Linked DNA regions of Mus musculus: all the other regions are linked to region 3. Evidence: chromatin contacts called from public HiChIP or PLAC-seq and promoter capture Hi-C data. All regions are on one chromosome and are shown on one strand. The core of a region is the stretch at or near the end of the contact, and the rest is flanking DNA. Distances in the headings are between cores, read along the strand shown.

The links. Promoter capture Hi-C pulls out the DNA fragments that hold promoters and counts their contacts. HiChIP or PLAC-seq counts read pairs in DNA pulled down with a chosen protein or histone mark.
Region 1: an H3K27ac HiChIP or PLAC-seq map of regulatory T cells shows a contact between it and region 3, with 4 times the contacts expected there. The contact joins the enhancer-like site here to the promoter of Trim59 in region 3. A contact is called at or near these places in 1 of 39 promoter capture datasets (the C10 cell line), 3 of 484 Hi-C or Micro-C datasets (CD4 T cells, CD8 T cells and regulatory T cells), 5 of 115 datasets of contacts at active chromatin or transcription factors (effector CD8 T cells, regulatory T cells, regulatory T cell precursor and 1 more) and 2 of 9 other capture datasets (adipose tissue and liver).
Region 2: a contact with region 3 is called in a promoter capture Hi-C map of the HPC-7 cell line. The contact joins the enhancer-like site here to the promoter of Trim59 in region 3. A contact is called at or near these places in 3 of 39 promoter capture datasets (the C10 cell line, the HPC-7 cell line and pre-B cells), 2 of 484 Hi-C or Micro-C datasets (cerebral cortex and granulocyte-monocyte progenitors) and 6 of 115 datasets of contacts at active chromatin or transcription factors (the 230-238 cell line, T-cell acute lymphoblastic leukemia, bone marrow-derived macrophages and 2 more).
Region 4: an H3K27ac HiChIP or PLAC-seq map of large pre-B cells shows a contact between it and region 3, with 2.8 times the contacts expected there. The contact joins the enhancer-like site here to the promoter of Trim59 in region 3. A contact is called at or near these places in 4 of 39 promoter capture datasets (3T3-L1-derived adipocytes, the C10 cell line, the HPC-7 cell line and 1 more), 2 of 484 Hi-C or Micro-C datasets (nephron progenitors and ventral hippocampal neurons), 4 of 115 datasets of contacts at active chromatin or transcription factors (the 230-238 cell line, large pre-B cells, pro-B cells and 1 more) and 2 of 9 other capture datasets (adipose tissue and embryonic stem cells).
Region 5: a contact with region 3 is called in a promoter capture Hi-C map of pre-B cells. The contact joins the enhancer-like site here to the promoter of Trim59 in region 3. A contact is called at or near these places in 3 of 39 promoter capture datasets (the C10 cell line, the HPC-7 cell line and pre-B cells), 1 of 484 Hi-C or Micro-C datasets (CD4 T cells) and 4 of 115 datasets of contacts at active chromatin or transcription factors (the 230-238 cell line, large pre-B cells and pro-B cells).

What each region holds. Positions count from the first base shown.
Region 1 is chr3:68,782,762-68,785,461 of GRCm38.p6, reverse strand. No RefSeq gene overlaps it. Among named protein-coding and RNA genes, the nearest start is that of Gm35584, 23 kb to the right of the region's middle. Within about 2 kb of position 1,306, at least 38 of the 459 cell types and tissues checked have an H3K27ac peak or open chromatin away from gene starts, as enhancers often do. A contact at or near this core is called in CD8 T cells, effector CD8 T cells, regulatory T cells and 2 more, where this site is marked.
Region 2 is chr3:68,623,455-68,626,154 of GRCm38.p6, reverse strand. Iqschfp (Iqcj and Schip1 fusion protein) reads right to left here. Exons shown (of 11, transcript NM_001113419.2): 11 at 1-348. The coding sequence ends at 297. Schip1 (schwannomin interacting protein 1) reads right to left here. Exons shown (of 8, transcript NM_001113421.1): 8 at 1-348. The coding sequence ends at 297. Among named protein-coding and RNA genes, the nearest start is that of Il12a, 67 kb to the left of the region's middle. Within about 2 kb of position 1,419, at least 29 of the 459 cell types and tissues checked have an H3K27ac peak or open chromatin away from gene starts, as enhancers often do. A contact at or near this core is called in the HPC-7 cell line and granulocyte-monocyte progenitors, where this site is marked.
Region 3 is chr3:69,043,478-69,046,177 of GRCm38.p6, reverse strand. Trim59 (tripartite motif-containing 59) reads left to right here and starts at 1,436. Exons shown (of 3, transcript NM_025863.3): 1 at 1,436-1,565; 2 at 2,336-2,410.
Region 4 is chr3:68,718,544-68,721,245 of GRCm38.p6, reverse strand. No RefSeq gene overlaps it. Among named protein-coding and RNA genes, the nearest start is that of Il12a, 28 kb to the right of the region's middle. Within about 2 kb of position 1,340, at least 11 of the 459 cell types and tissues checked have an H3K27ac peak or open chromatin away from gene starts, as enhancers often do. A contact at or near this core is called in pro-B cells, where this site is marked.
Region 5 is chr3:68,675,567-68,678,266 of GRCm38.p6, reverse strand. No RefSeq gene overlaps it. Among named protein-coding and RNA genes, the nearest start is that of Il12a, 15 kb to the left of the region's middle. Within about 2 kb of position 1,331, at least 223 of the 459 cell types and tissues checked have an H3K27ac peak or open chromatin away from gene starts, as enhancers often do. A contact at or near this core is called in the 230-238 cell line, the HPC-7 cell line, pre-B cells and 1 more, where this site is marked.

The DNA of each region.
Region 1 (2,700 bases), core at 57-2,556, 260 kb after region 3:
CTCAGTGAGCCAGGTCCTGCTGCTTGACTCTCAGGCTACTTCCATTTAGTTCTGTTTGGGAGCTTCTCAGCAAAGAAAGCCCTGAGTACTTCAAGAAGAGCAGAGACCAGATGAATGACGAAGGTTAATCAGGGTAAGACAGTTCAAAGGCAATGCTCTCCAGTGTGAAGAAAGCAGACTGGAACTGTCACAGGCATCGGACTTTTGGGAGGAAGTTATTGGATGCAAGGCTTTTAAAACGTAGTTGAGGGAGGCCAAGAAACATAGAGAAAGCGTGGATCTGAAGGAGGAAAGTATCCTATACAAGGCACGCGCGAACCAGCCTGAGACACCAGGAGACAGGAAAACAAAGACAGAGCCACCACCACCAAAACCAACCAGACAACATGAAGGCTTTGCAGGGAGATGAGCAGTATGGAGCTGTAGGGCAGGAGTCCATGGAAGAGCATGCTGGGAGTCTGGGCTCGTCTTGAGGCAGGCCAGAGCCATGGAAGTAGGAAGCATGAGCCTCTTGTTTATGGGGAGAGAGAGATCGAACAGTTGGGGTGTGTTGTTTTGTTTAAAAGAGGGCTCTATCTTCAGTGAGAATCACAAGAACACAACTCAGGAAACACACCGTGATGGTGGCTGACCGACACCATGATGAACCGGTCCTTCCTAAGCTAACCTCCCTTGCCTCTCTGCTTCTCCTAACCTTGAGTTGAGAGTGTATTCGTGTACTGTGTAAATCTTGTGGACTGGGGACAGTGATGTCACCCAGCTTTACCTCAAGTCATCTTCCAAGCTCCACTTACCTCATCTGTGTAAGATCCATCCTGGGCCAGACATGCTCTAATGGTCACGTTGGTGGGCCAAGGCAATGGAGAACTCCTAATTTATATGCCAGCCACGTTCTATCTCTCTTTAAAACTCCAATCTGTCCCCCTTTTCCTCCATCCTGAAAGGTATTCCGGGCTTGGTGATTAGTTTCTGTTTTGAGGTCTTGGTTAATGAAGAGAACACAAAGCATCTATCTGCCTGGTTTTTATGAGGCCTGATACATTCTTGAGGCTTCAAGTCTCCATGCAGTTCTCTGCAGAGCAGTGTGAGTCACAGACTTAAAGGCTACTGGCACAGGTGGATGTTCACACACACACACCCACACCCACACCACACCCACACACCCACACACCCACACACCCACCCACACCACACCCACACACACACACACACACACACACACACACACACTGAAATGTCTGTGGTCAAATGAGACGCTGTCTGGGGAGGAGGAAAGACGTCATGGAAAACCAGCCCAGACCCAGTCATTCATTGTTGCAGGTGGAGGATAGAACGTGGAGTATCATTAAACTATCTTGACTACTTTGACATATGTTTAACTTGTCCATAATAAAAACTAAAAACCAACACATAACACACTGACTCAGAAAGCCAGGATGTCGAGGATCCTGGGTGATCCAGGGTGCTTGCTGAGGGGTCACCATACAGCATCTACAGGACAGCCTGACAACGTGGGCAAAGAGTAAACCTGATATGCTAGAGCAATTGACTGGACGTGGCGAGGCTTCTCTAAGGACCCTGGCCTTTGATCACTTGCTGACAGGACTATTTCCTGAGACTGTGTCTGACCTTTTGACATTGTGGCTCAGCATTGTAATCTACAAAAACTATACTTAAGAGCCATTCACTCACTGAAAGGAAGATTTTTCCATTGTGAGAGCACAAATGAATTCTGGCTGTCTGGGGCTTCAGCCCCAACATCAGTTGTATTACAGGGTTTATCTTTTAAAAAAGAAATTTCATAATGTTTATGGTCTGTACTGGACTACTTTTGTAGCTGTCTTCAGCCATATTCAGCCTGTGTGGACATGTCTGCCAGTGTGAGTTGTTATTTTCCTCTTCATTCCTTAGGGCTTTCAGGGTTTTGGTTTCAAGTTCACTTTTTCCCCATGGGCCAACGTAGCTACTCCACACAGGAGCGATAGGAGAGCTTTCTAACTTTTTGGCACAAAATCCAAATATGAGGTTTGTGTATATGTGCATATCTCTGTGTGTGGGTTTGTGTATGCATGCTTTCGTCATTTATAATTGTGGGGTCGGGGAGCCAGCTGCGGAGCTGTGGGGAACAGGCTTGGAGGAAGAGTGGGGTCGAGGTGTGTCCAAACCCTGGAAATCTCATCCTGAGATTGGCAGGAGGAGGCTCTTTCCCTTCTCCACCCAGGGCCTGCATGTTCTGGCACATGTAGCCCTGTGTTCCCCATCTGTGCCCACCAGAGGAAGTCACTTAGCCGGTAGACCCCTTATAAGGTCATGTCCTGCAGCACCTGGAACTCCTCCTCATGCAAATGAGGCATCCCCAGCACCCTGGCCCTGGCCAGTGATGTACTTGCATAGCCTCTACTCACTCCCAAAGGTTTAAATAGCCTTCCCCGCCCCAATAAATGGAACTAGTTCTCCGAAGCTCCTCCCAGGTATGTGGTCTTTATCCACACGTTCACTGCTACCCAAGATCCTCCCTGTACCACCTGTTCCAACAAAAGGGCCTGGCTACCCAAGGGAGAAACAGACAGTATACACGGGACAGCATACAATCACAGCTGAGATGCATGGTTTTCAAATAACTCTCCTTGTTGCACAGAAACATTCTGGTATTTCCAGTTGTGTTTAAGTCTGCCCATTTTAATCCAATATTATAAAAGG
Region 2 (2,700 bases), core at 170-2,669, 420 kb after region 3:
AAAACTACCCTCTGCTTATCCACGGTTGTTGGTGGTTTAAGTACTGTACAGTTCTTGTAACAATGTTTTATTAAAAGGCCTGATAGTAAGTGGCAAGAGTAAAAAAAAAAAAAAAAAAAAGGAAAGAAAGAAATTAAAATAAATTAAGAAGCGAAGGCCAGTCACGGGACAGTAAGCTCGGACGTTACCAATGACTAACACTGATGTCTGTTTCGGAACCACCTTTAGCAACAGCAATTTTTACGACCACAGAAGCAAAATAAATTCTAGCTTGTTCTCTGGTGGATGGCTCTCTTTCACTTCGCGGGCATTTTCTCAGCCATGTGCTTCTGCTGACTCTCAGCGTGTCTGCAAAATCAAAGATACAAATCACTCAGCACTGAGGAGAAAGACCCAGCCAGACTGCCTTCCAGCCAACACCCTCCAAACCAAAGACAGCTACAGCAGCCTGCACACCAGGAGTCGGGATGAGACACACGCGAGTCAGGGTAGAGTGCTTCCTTTAAGCTCAATGCGCTGTTCTGGCTTTAGGTGATCATGGGTCCTTGATTTTGTCAATCGCAGGATTAATCTGAGGCTGACAGATATTACTACTGTGAAGAAGCAAAGTATTGTGTTTAAAAGGTGCCAAGAGGTGAGTAGCTGGAATGTCTGCATCAGTAAAGAGTTAAAATGTGGTTTCTACATGCTGTGCACTGCAACCAGGGCTCAAAAAGGCTGGGGTCTTTGTAGGGAGTATTCCAGTGAATGCGGCCAGGATGGGCACAAACTGGCAAATGAGGAGGACACAGACAGGAAACAAACATTAAAGGTGGGGCTGCAGCTCAGTGTAGCACACTCGCCGAACATGTAGGATGCCCCAGCTCTGCAGGAACCAAAGGGGTAAAACAAACAAGTCAAGATCAGGTTTCGAGAATGAGTGGCTGAGGGTGGACTGAGCGACTGTTCTAACACACGTAGATTGGGGCATTAACTAAGGCTGATGGAAACCCGCAGCTGTCCATCTAATTTGCTCTTACGAAAGCTTACGTCAAACACATGATGCAAAGCTCTCTGTGGACACGAAGTTGTCCTGTGTCAGCATAAGTTCCCCACCCCCAGATAATTCTAAGGCGTCAACACAACAGTGAAAGGGCCAAGCAGGGTATGATGCAAAACTTGGACAATCCAGAAGCTAGGTGGAGGGGACAGGAAGGGAGAAATGGCCAAGTTCTTGGCATGACCCCGTCCCTCCCCTCCCCCCAACCCTGCAAACAGACACAACCCAAAAGCCTGTAAGATCTGTAGGCTGCAAAAGCTAACGGTTTGGAAGGATGATTTTAGGAAATGACAAATCTTGTGAGAGGCTAAGGCTGTGGTTTCTGGCTGTCATCAAGGGTTGGGGACAAGATGTGTACTGTCTGGATGTGGGGAGTGAGCTGGTGACGCCAAGCTTAAGGCCTGGTTTCATGCAGAAAGCCTCCTAGCCATGGTGCAGAGAAGACTAACCACGAGCAGTTTCAAAAATCGGGCACGTGACCGCAGCATCCTTGCCACATCTAGAAACTCTGGAACAAATGGCAATGTCTATTTGGCAATCAAGGAGCTCAGGGAAATGCTGTTATTGGCCCCTCCTCCAACAAACCAGACCATGGCCCTGCTGATGGGTCTAAAGAGCTATGGACCATTTTTATAGAGCAATCTGTGAGCATCTCAAGCAAATTCAATTCAAGGAATGTTCTGATGTCCTGTGATGGGAGGTTCACTGTAGCTAACCGAACTAGAGCTCTTACAGTGTTTTCTTTAATGTAGCTCTACACAATTGTACACACCAGTACATGCATCAAGAGACTTTCTGCAAAGGCAAGAAAAAGTGGCAATAAACAGCTTTGGAAAATATTAAAATCAATGTTTTCTTTTGAGACACACATAAGAGGGATTTCATTAAAATCTTAAGAGGGAAAGGATTTCCATAAACCTTCCCATTAATCATCTTTACATTAAAGTCCTTTGTAAGATGTAAGATGTATATCATTCAAGCCCTGCAAAATGACTCTCTATATATAGATAAAATCATTGCTGACGACCTACTGTGTACATGGCAGGCCCAGTGCTAGAATCTAAAACATAATGGAGGATTCAAGTGGTGTGATCTCTGCTCTCAGGATAGGGGGTCCATCACCACCGGGGGAGAAACAGCAGACCTATATAACTGTGATAAAGCTCTTCAGAGGCCAGGCTGTGGCCAGGACTCAGAGGAGGGAGATAAGCTGGAATTGTCACCCTCACAGCTGGTGGCACCCTGGCACCCAGCACGTGGCTGGCCATGGGTGGGAGACAGTAGCATGGAATGTGTTGGGGCTACTCCCCAGGGATGGTCTTTTAGAATAAAGCCTTCCAAAGTCATAACTGTTGATCAGAGTTAGCTAATAGTGTGGTCCGTCCTGGCAATCCCACACAAAAGGGAAGAATAATGACTAAGAAGTAAGCTCCAGGGGACGGGCAGAGAGAATGTCTCTTAAGACACCTGGAAACTTTAAAAAAGCCCGATTCCTAGTCTAGTCCAAGAACAGTTAAATCAGAATCTCTCCAGGTGGGACCCAGGGCATCTGTGGTTTATAAATATCCGTAGGTACTTTCAGTGAGGAGTCAAACTCGAACTGAGTGGATTGTAAACTGACATCTATAACGGTGAGGGTAGAACAGGTAGAGGAAACTGTG
Region 3 (2,700 bases), core at 187-2,686:
TACCTCTGGTCAGTTAAAAACAAATAAAACCCCGTTTATCTATTTCTTTAATGTGTGGTTTGTAACGTGCATGCATGCGTACATCACATCCTTGCTTAGTGATCTGGGAGGCTAGAAGAGAGCATCAGATTCCCGTGCAACAGTTGTGAGCTGCTGTGTGGGTCTTCTGGAAGAACAGCCAGCGCTGACTTTCTGTTTCAAAGCTCAAGACAAAAAGTTTTCAAGCAAGGAGTCTGAGGAGCGCCAAGAAGATGTTAATGTGCGCTCAGCGGTTTGGCTTTTCCATGGTGGGAACTGAACACGCCAGGCGAGCACTGGAACTGAGCTACACCCCCAGCTCAGAAGTCACATTTCTGTTCATCATCTTTCCGATATTATACCTGTAACAAAACCACGTATTTCCCATCCTTTATCCCGTTTCTCAATACTCTATCACAAAGGGAGTATTGGGAGTGTGTATATCGTAATGGAAGACACCCAAAGCAGCTGATTTTTTTTTTTCAGCCCAAAGTTTTCGAAGGCTGACGCCCCAACACATGAGGTTTTTAGGTTTACGACTTTTACGCTTTGGTGCCTGTATTTGAATTGTAATTTCTAGTCTTTCTTTTCCAGACCAACACTATCATCTATAGAGCGCATGAATAACAGTTCATAAATCCTGAGTAGCGCTGCCGGTCAGCGTGGAGCTGCCTTAGTGCTAAGGCTCCTCTTCTCTGCCCCTTCCCCATGTTTGGTTACAGAACTTTCTGGCAGGGTCGGGCACTCTATGGACCTGTAAAGCACACTCCTTGAAGGCACAATCCATTTTCCTTCCTCTACGCCCCCTCTTTCCATCTTGTCTCCGAGGTCAAGTCTTGCTGTGAGTCTTAGGCTGACTTGGAATCTGCTCTGTAGCTCACACCGGCCGGGAGCGGAGAGCGGTCTGAGCTCTGGAATGGCGTTTCTCCGAGAAAGTGAAAAGCCACTACTGTGTTTTCTGACCCAGCGTGTTAGAGAGGACAGGGAGGACACAGATGAAGGCTTAGGCGCGCCTAAGTTGGAGGACCGGAGCCTCACGGGGGCGGGCGAGCGCGCCGAGCCCTCCAGCCGGTGACTGAACAAGGAACCTGTGAGGTAACAATGGAAGAAGCCTGCGCGCCGCCAGCTCCAGAACCATCCCGTGCGGGCGTGGTCCTAAGTAATAAGCAGTCCCTCAGCCAGCCGCCTCCAGAAGCCGCCGGGTCACCCGCGCATCCCCGCCCTCGCGAGGTCCTGGCGCCAGCCCTTCCCCCCCAAGGCGCGACCCCTGCCGCCCGTGCGCTTTCCGCGCCGCGCGCTAGTGCGCAGGCGCCTGGCCCTCGGCCGTTGGTGTTCAAAGGCCGCCCGCGCTCTCTCATTGGCGGAGGCGGCGCGGTTGAAAGTCGCTGCGGCGCCGCCGGCCCCGCCCCCGCCGGGCACCTGAAGACTCGGGCGAGCGCCTCGCAGTGTCCGCACCAGGCTGCCCGGGAGCCCTCGCCGTGCGCGCCGTCGCCCGCCTCGCCCGCCTCGCCCGCCTCGCCCGCCTCGCCCGCCTCGCCCGCCTCGCGGTGAGTACGCGGCTCCGCCGGGGAGGCGGCTCGCTGCCCCTCTTTCTCGAGCGCCCGCGGCCCCGGTGCGTTCGCCGCCGACTTGAGGATGGGGAGGCGGGCTGGGCTCCGGAGGGCGTGCGCTCGCCTCTCCTCGCTTCGCGCGCTCGCGGGTGGAGCAGCGGCGCTCCGAGCTACCGGCGGGATTGAGGTCGTAAGGGCCGGTAGGTGAGCCTAGCAGATCCCGCAGCACCGCGCGGGGCGAGTGAGCCCTGGGCATCCTGGACAAGAGGGTGTGACTGCCATCTTTGAGCCACTTCTTTGTTTGGAGTTCACGTAGGACTTATGCCCATTGTACAGATGTGAACCTTCATAGGTAAAACTGAGGCCTGCAGCGTTTCGGAGACCACCCAATGTGTTGATGGGAATAATTTAACGTAGTTTCGAGCTGGGGATATCTACGCGCGAGGATATTTCTAGTCGTCTTGCTGAGTTTAAATAAAACTTTGAAGCGGGGCATGAACGTGCACGCCTGTAACCCCAGCATGGGGGCAGACAGAGGCAGCAAGCTCTCCTGTGCGTTCCAGGTCGTCAGTGAGGACTACAAAATTAGTCTCAAAAAACCCACCAAACCAAACTATGAGTGTTTAGTTCCCATCATTGGTTAATCTTGTCCAGAGTCAGAGATTCGTTATGTTGTAAAAAGTCCTTTGTGTGGAAATGGTTGGGACTTTAAAGATGAAATATTTACTGCAGGCAAAATCTGAAACATTAAATTGTTTTACTTTTAGAATAACAAAGGATCCTGGAAAAGTTGGAGAAGATAAAGTACACCCAGTGTCCAGATCAGGAGATTGACAGACCAGGTAAGCTCTGGGAAGTTAACTGGATACGAAGAAACATCAGGATATTAGAGTGTGTGATTCCTGGGCTATGATGAAAGATTGAAAAATCTCTTGAAAAAAAGATGTATATTGGAAGTGTATAAAATTTTAACCATCTTATGGAGGAAGCATAAAGTGAGAAATGACCTAATCTAAAAGGTATTCAGTTTTTTGTTTGATTCTCCCCCCCCCCCCAAAAAAAAAAAAAAAACCAAAAAACAAAAAACCATGGTTTCTCTGTGTAGCCCTGGCTGTCCTGGATAATTGCTCTG
Region 4 (2,702 bases), core at 91-2,590, 320 kb after region 3:
ACCCCGAACATTACCAAATGGGTTCCCGAGGTTGCAGAGTGTAGACAAGCAAACAAACAGCTTCAGGACACGAACCTGTGAATCAGCCCAGGGCAGCCCACTGGGAGGCTTGTGAGCAGGCAGGTATGCTTTGTGCAGCACTGGTGCGGTGCCTGCACGCAGAGTCTTGGACAGAACACAAAGGGCCTTGGGCGGGACAGCGGTTCCATTCTGAGAGCCCGCACGCACTCTGTGAAAGGGCGTCCCACAGGTTATACTGTCCCACAGGTTACCTTTACTGGTAGCGTGTACCGCCTTCGCAGTTGATTCCCTTCCTGCAGCTGTCCTCTGCACCTACAGGGCACAGAACCTCCTAGTGACAATTAGCCTCGTTATCCACTGGTGACAACCAGTGCGCACATCCTCAGGACCGGAGTATGAGGCCCACAGTCTGTACGTGTAGGATAGGTTGCAGCCTCTTCAGGAACAGTCAGTCAGTGCTCTCTTACCATCAACCCGGAAGGCAAGAGCACCCCAGATTTTGCTTTACAAATACAGCCACACTAGGTATGCCTTCCTAGCCTGGCAGGAACGCAGAGACGATGTGCCTCGGGCCCCCAGGCCTGGGGTCTCTGTACATCCACGGGAGGTCTCTGAGGATGCACAAAGTCAGGCCAAGGTGCTGGTATGGAAGACAGGCCTGCTGTACACGTGGTTCTCTCTAATTCTAGGGCAGCTCTCCATCGCAGCCTGTGTGGATTTGGCCAAGACCCTCTGTCCTCCGAACTGCAGTTCTCCCCTGACCAGGAGGTGGCAGTGCGCCGGGCTCCAGGCGGGCATGCAGTGTGCTTGCTTGAGGATGTCAGAGCAGAAAGTCCCTCGGAACATGGGAAGGTTGGGGTCCTTGTTCCAGGCTCTAAGATGCAGCCGGTGCACATTCTATGGAGACGTGGCCAAGTGCCTTGCGGTTGCAGCCATGGCTGAACTCGGTGTTACCTACTTGCAGATATTTAAATAAAACTGGTCATTTGTTTCTTCAAGTGTATGGAAAATATCTTCATTATGCTTCCCAAGAGTATACCTGATTTTCATTACTGCAGTTTTAAAGTCGGACAGGTTACAGAGCCCCGACAGCAGGTTTTTGGTTTGAGTATTCCTTCCATTGAGACTAGGGTCTCTGGAGTTGGATAGCTGTGAGGTGATTTTATGTTTATGATGAAGTTGGAACTGTAGCAAATATCCAATGGAGTGACGGGATGATGGAGCTGACATAAAAATGTCTCTTCCTTTGTTGTAGTATGTGCGATACCCCTCCCCCGCCCCCCAAGGAACTAAAACCCATGGGGACAAGTCAGCTTCCTGGTCTGGCTGTTGGTGTCCAGGCCTCCCTGCATATTGGCTCCCCCCTTCTCGCTGTGAGACTTTCCCTGTCTGGAAGCTAAAGCTCACTGGCCTATGTTTTGTCTGCTCCACCGGGTCTTGAGAGCTTCTCATTCTCTCCTATCCACAGAGGAGATAAAGGGCTGTGTGTTAGGACATCCTCATGGTCAGCCTGCCTGGATTTAGGATCACCAGGAAAACGCTCCTTTTGAGGGGGTCTTGGCATTTCAAGGGACTTTAGGATATACCTCCCCTGAATGTGGGTGGTGCCGGTCCATGAGTTGGGCTGTTAGATGTAATTAAATACGAGGGGGGGGGGGAAGGAACATCAACAACAAGAAGAAACGTGATCAGCGCCCTCTCCATCTGGCTGCCTCGCTTTTCCACCTGAATGAGTTGGCCCCCTATAAACAGGAAGCTTAAAATTAACCCTCTTCATTGAAGTTACTTCTTGCCAGGTCTTTTCTCATAGCACAGAGACAAAAGCACTAGTATCCAGCACAGGGTATGCAGTGCTGGCTGAGGGAAAAGTATGCTTTTGCCACGGATGCAGATCTGGCTTTTAAGAGGACCTGTTTTGTGTAAGATTGGTTCACTCTGCATGCTCCTATAATTGGTTTAATAAAATGGACATGTGTAGAGACTGTATTACAAGATGCAAAGGTTGCAGCTGCTGGATCCGTTTTTTTTTTTTTTCCAGGACTATCACTGAAACCATATCTCCCAGTTTCAAGTTCGTGTTTCCCCAAGCTCTTTAGAACAGCAACTTAAATAGCAGGAGGACCTACGGGTGAAATGAGAGAGCTCGTGTATTTTCTAGAACCACGAAGCTTGGGAAATAATAAATGCGTGGAGGATTCAGTGTGTGACAATTCTTGTAGGGAAGGGGACTGTACCATGCTATGGCAGTTGACACTACAGGGTGCAGCAGAGGGGAGAAGGGGAAACAAGGCACGAACTGTTAGTGGCCAGCGGCAAAAGTATCATTTTCTATTTTCAAGCTGTGTGATCCTGAGGTAGTTAATTAACATTTCTGAGCCTGAATCTCTGCCTTGGTAAAAATGATTCTCATAGACGTCTTAAAATTATTAAGTGAGGACTGGAGAGATGGCTCAGTGGTTAAGAACACTGACTACTCTTCCAGAGGTCCTGAGTTCAATTCCCAGCAACCACATGGTGGCTCACAACCATCTGTAATAGAATTTGCTGCCCTCTTCTGGTATGTCTGAAGACAGCTACAGTATACTCATAGACATTAAAAAAACCAAAACTAAAACTAAAACAAAACAAAACAAACAAACAAACAAACAAAAAAAAACCCCATAAAACAAACCCCGATTACA
Region 5 (2,700 bases), core at 82-2,581, 370 kb after region 3:
TCAACCCCACTCTAGGCAGGCCACTACCAAGGGACTACACAAACTAGACTCAACAGTTAAAAAGTAGAGGAGGGGAGGTGCATCTAGGAGGAGGGGGTGAATATGACCAAAATATATTGTACAAAATTCTCAAAGAATTAATAAAAATATTTAAAAACTCCAAAAATAAAATAATTCCCAGGATGGATGGGGTAAATTTTATATCACAGCAGAACATATGCTAATATCTTACAAACTAACTTTCATGAGAGATGATACAAGATTTCCAGACCTTGGCATGGATCTGAGATTAAAGACAGAGGCAGATTGGAGCCCCTATGTGCAAGCCCAGTGGAGGGAGGCAGAGACAGGAGAATCCTGGAACCACAACGACCAATCTGGAGAGTTTGTCACACAAATTACTCAGTGAAATTTATCAATAACACAGACAAAGTAATTAAGAACATGAGGACCCCAGTAGGCCAATGAGAAAAATCATTAACAGACAACTCACTGAAGAAAGCTATAGTTAATAACTATGTTAAAAAGATATGAGACGGCTCAACCAAATACAGGTACATGAAATAAATCCTTTTAGGTTGACAAAGGTATGAAAGGGAATTCATAATGAAACTGTTTCTGAAAATAAATTTGACAAAGTTTATCAAGAATCTGAACTTTCTGGAGCCGTTGACCCCGATAAAGCCAGGAATATACCTTAAAGAATTTCAGAAATGCAAAAGACAAAAATTGTAATAACAAAATAAATGCCAAAGTATGGGCAGGTCTCTCATTAGAGAAGCTTAAATGTGGTTAGCATTTACAGAATATAATACAGCCTTATGATTAAGTTTACAAAGAGCTTTGTCAAAATAACCTATGAACATTAAAAATAAAATAAAAGCAAGTGACTTAAAGCTATTGTGGGAGGAGGCTTAAGGTGCTGCAAGCTCGCTTAGACCTGAAACAGCTTAGGAACAGGGAAGTTGGAGAGGGACGGCATAGGAAGTGGAGAGAATCAGCCAAAACGTTGCCAGTAACTGTCACGGAGTCACGGCTGTGGCCACAGCTGAGTTTGAAGATCACTGTGTGCAACATCCTGTCGCGGTACCAGGAGATAAACGCGGGGCCTGTGTGAGGGTTGGCGGTCTGCTTCCGTGGAGACCCACTTGACAGAAGTCTGAGTTTCCCCCTCAGCATCTCTCCGCAGCCTAAGAATAGCAGAAGCCGAGAAAAATGAGTGTTGGATAAACTCAAGTTTGGAACTGGGCAGAAGGAGGTGGGAGGGAGTCAGGGTAAGGAAGGCAGCTGGAGTGCCTGCTTGAGCAATGAGTCACTCAACGGAAAGCCACCAAACATGTGTACTGGGTGCCAGGCACTGGCTCCTCTGCACCTGGGGCGGGGCGTGGGGGGCGGGGGGCGGTATCAGGGACTCAAAAACACTTGGGGGAAAGGACGGGGTGGGGGTGGGGGGAAGGCTGAGAGCAAGACACGAACTACATAATAAGCTGAATATGATTGTGTGATTGGAAACGAAGGAAATGGCAGAGCTTGGAAGCCCCAAACTGCAAATATTTATTTTAAATTTGCTCCCCTTTCTTCCTTAACTATTTTTGCATTATTTGAATTATATCTGATCACATGCGTACAGAGGCACAGACTCCCTGCTTTGAGTTCTGAACAAGCTCTGGGTGGGCATAGCAAAAAAAGACAGATTTTATAAGCGGGAATTGCTTGATGAACTATTTATAAAGATAACTGCTTGGCACGTGTGCACAAGGCTGCCTTCTTTAGAGGGTTAAGGGCGTATCTGAGAGATCGGGCACTGATTTAGCACACATTAAAAACCTTGGATTTGCTCACCATAACTGGCACCCCTCAAATTAACAACATAAGTCAGTGTAGACTTGTGCAAATATGGCGATTTGCAACTTACTCGGAGAATATCAGCCAACCAAAATGAAATGCACTGGGGTGGGGGGAGGGGAGCAGGGCGGTGGGGAGACAGAGGGTGAGCATCAGGTCACTCGGGACTGCTAAGTCTTTTCTGTATTTGTTTCTACCTTGTTTACTTTTGAAATGGCCAAGGACAGCTGGACACCCTAGCTCATGCCAGGAGTCCCAGTGTGAAGGCTGAGAGAGGAGGATTTTGAGTTCAAGGATAGCTGGCCTAAGGAAACAACAAAATTTAAAAAGCAAACAAAAGGCCAAAGAGTTTGTGACTTGATTCATTCACCAAAGCTGGTCTAAGTATAGTCCGGGTAGAAAGGGAGGCATTACAGGGGGCAAAGGTACCTAAAGGTTACTTACTACCCCCAGGATACAATAAGAAGGCATGAAGGTACACTCTACATAGCTCATACCAAAGAAATAAAAGAAAGCTTAAGAAATCCAGGACACAGAGAAACACTGTCTCGAAAAACCAAAAACCAAACCAAACCAAACCAAACCAAACCAAACCAAACCAAACCAACAACAAAAACAACAAAAAAACATCAACAACTAAAAAGCAAAACAGCAACACCGAGGTAAGAGGCTGGCGAGATGGTGCAGCAGTTAAGAGCACTGGCTGCTCTTACAGAGAAGCCGGCTTATTTCCCAGCATCCACTGCGGCTCCTACATCAGACACAGAGCCCCAGAGTCTGAATTTTACCGATATGGATGTGCGACTTCCACCTTTCAAGGATATTCCATTTGCTTGCCAAGGAGTCGGTACAAAC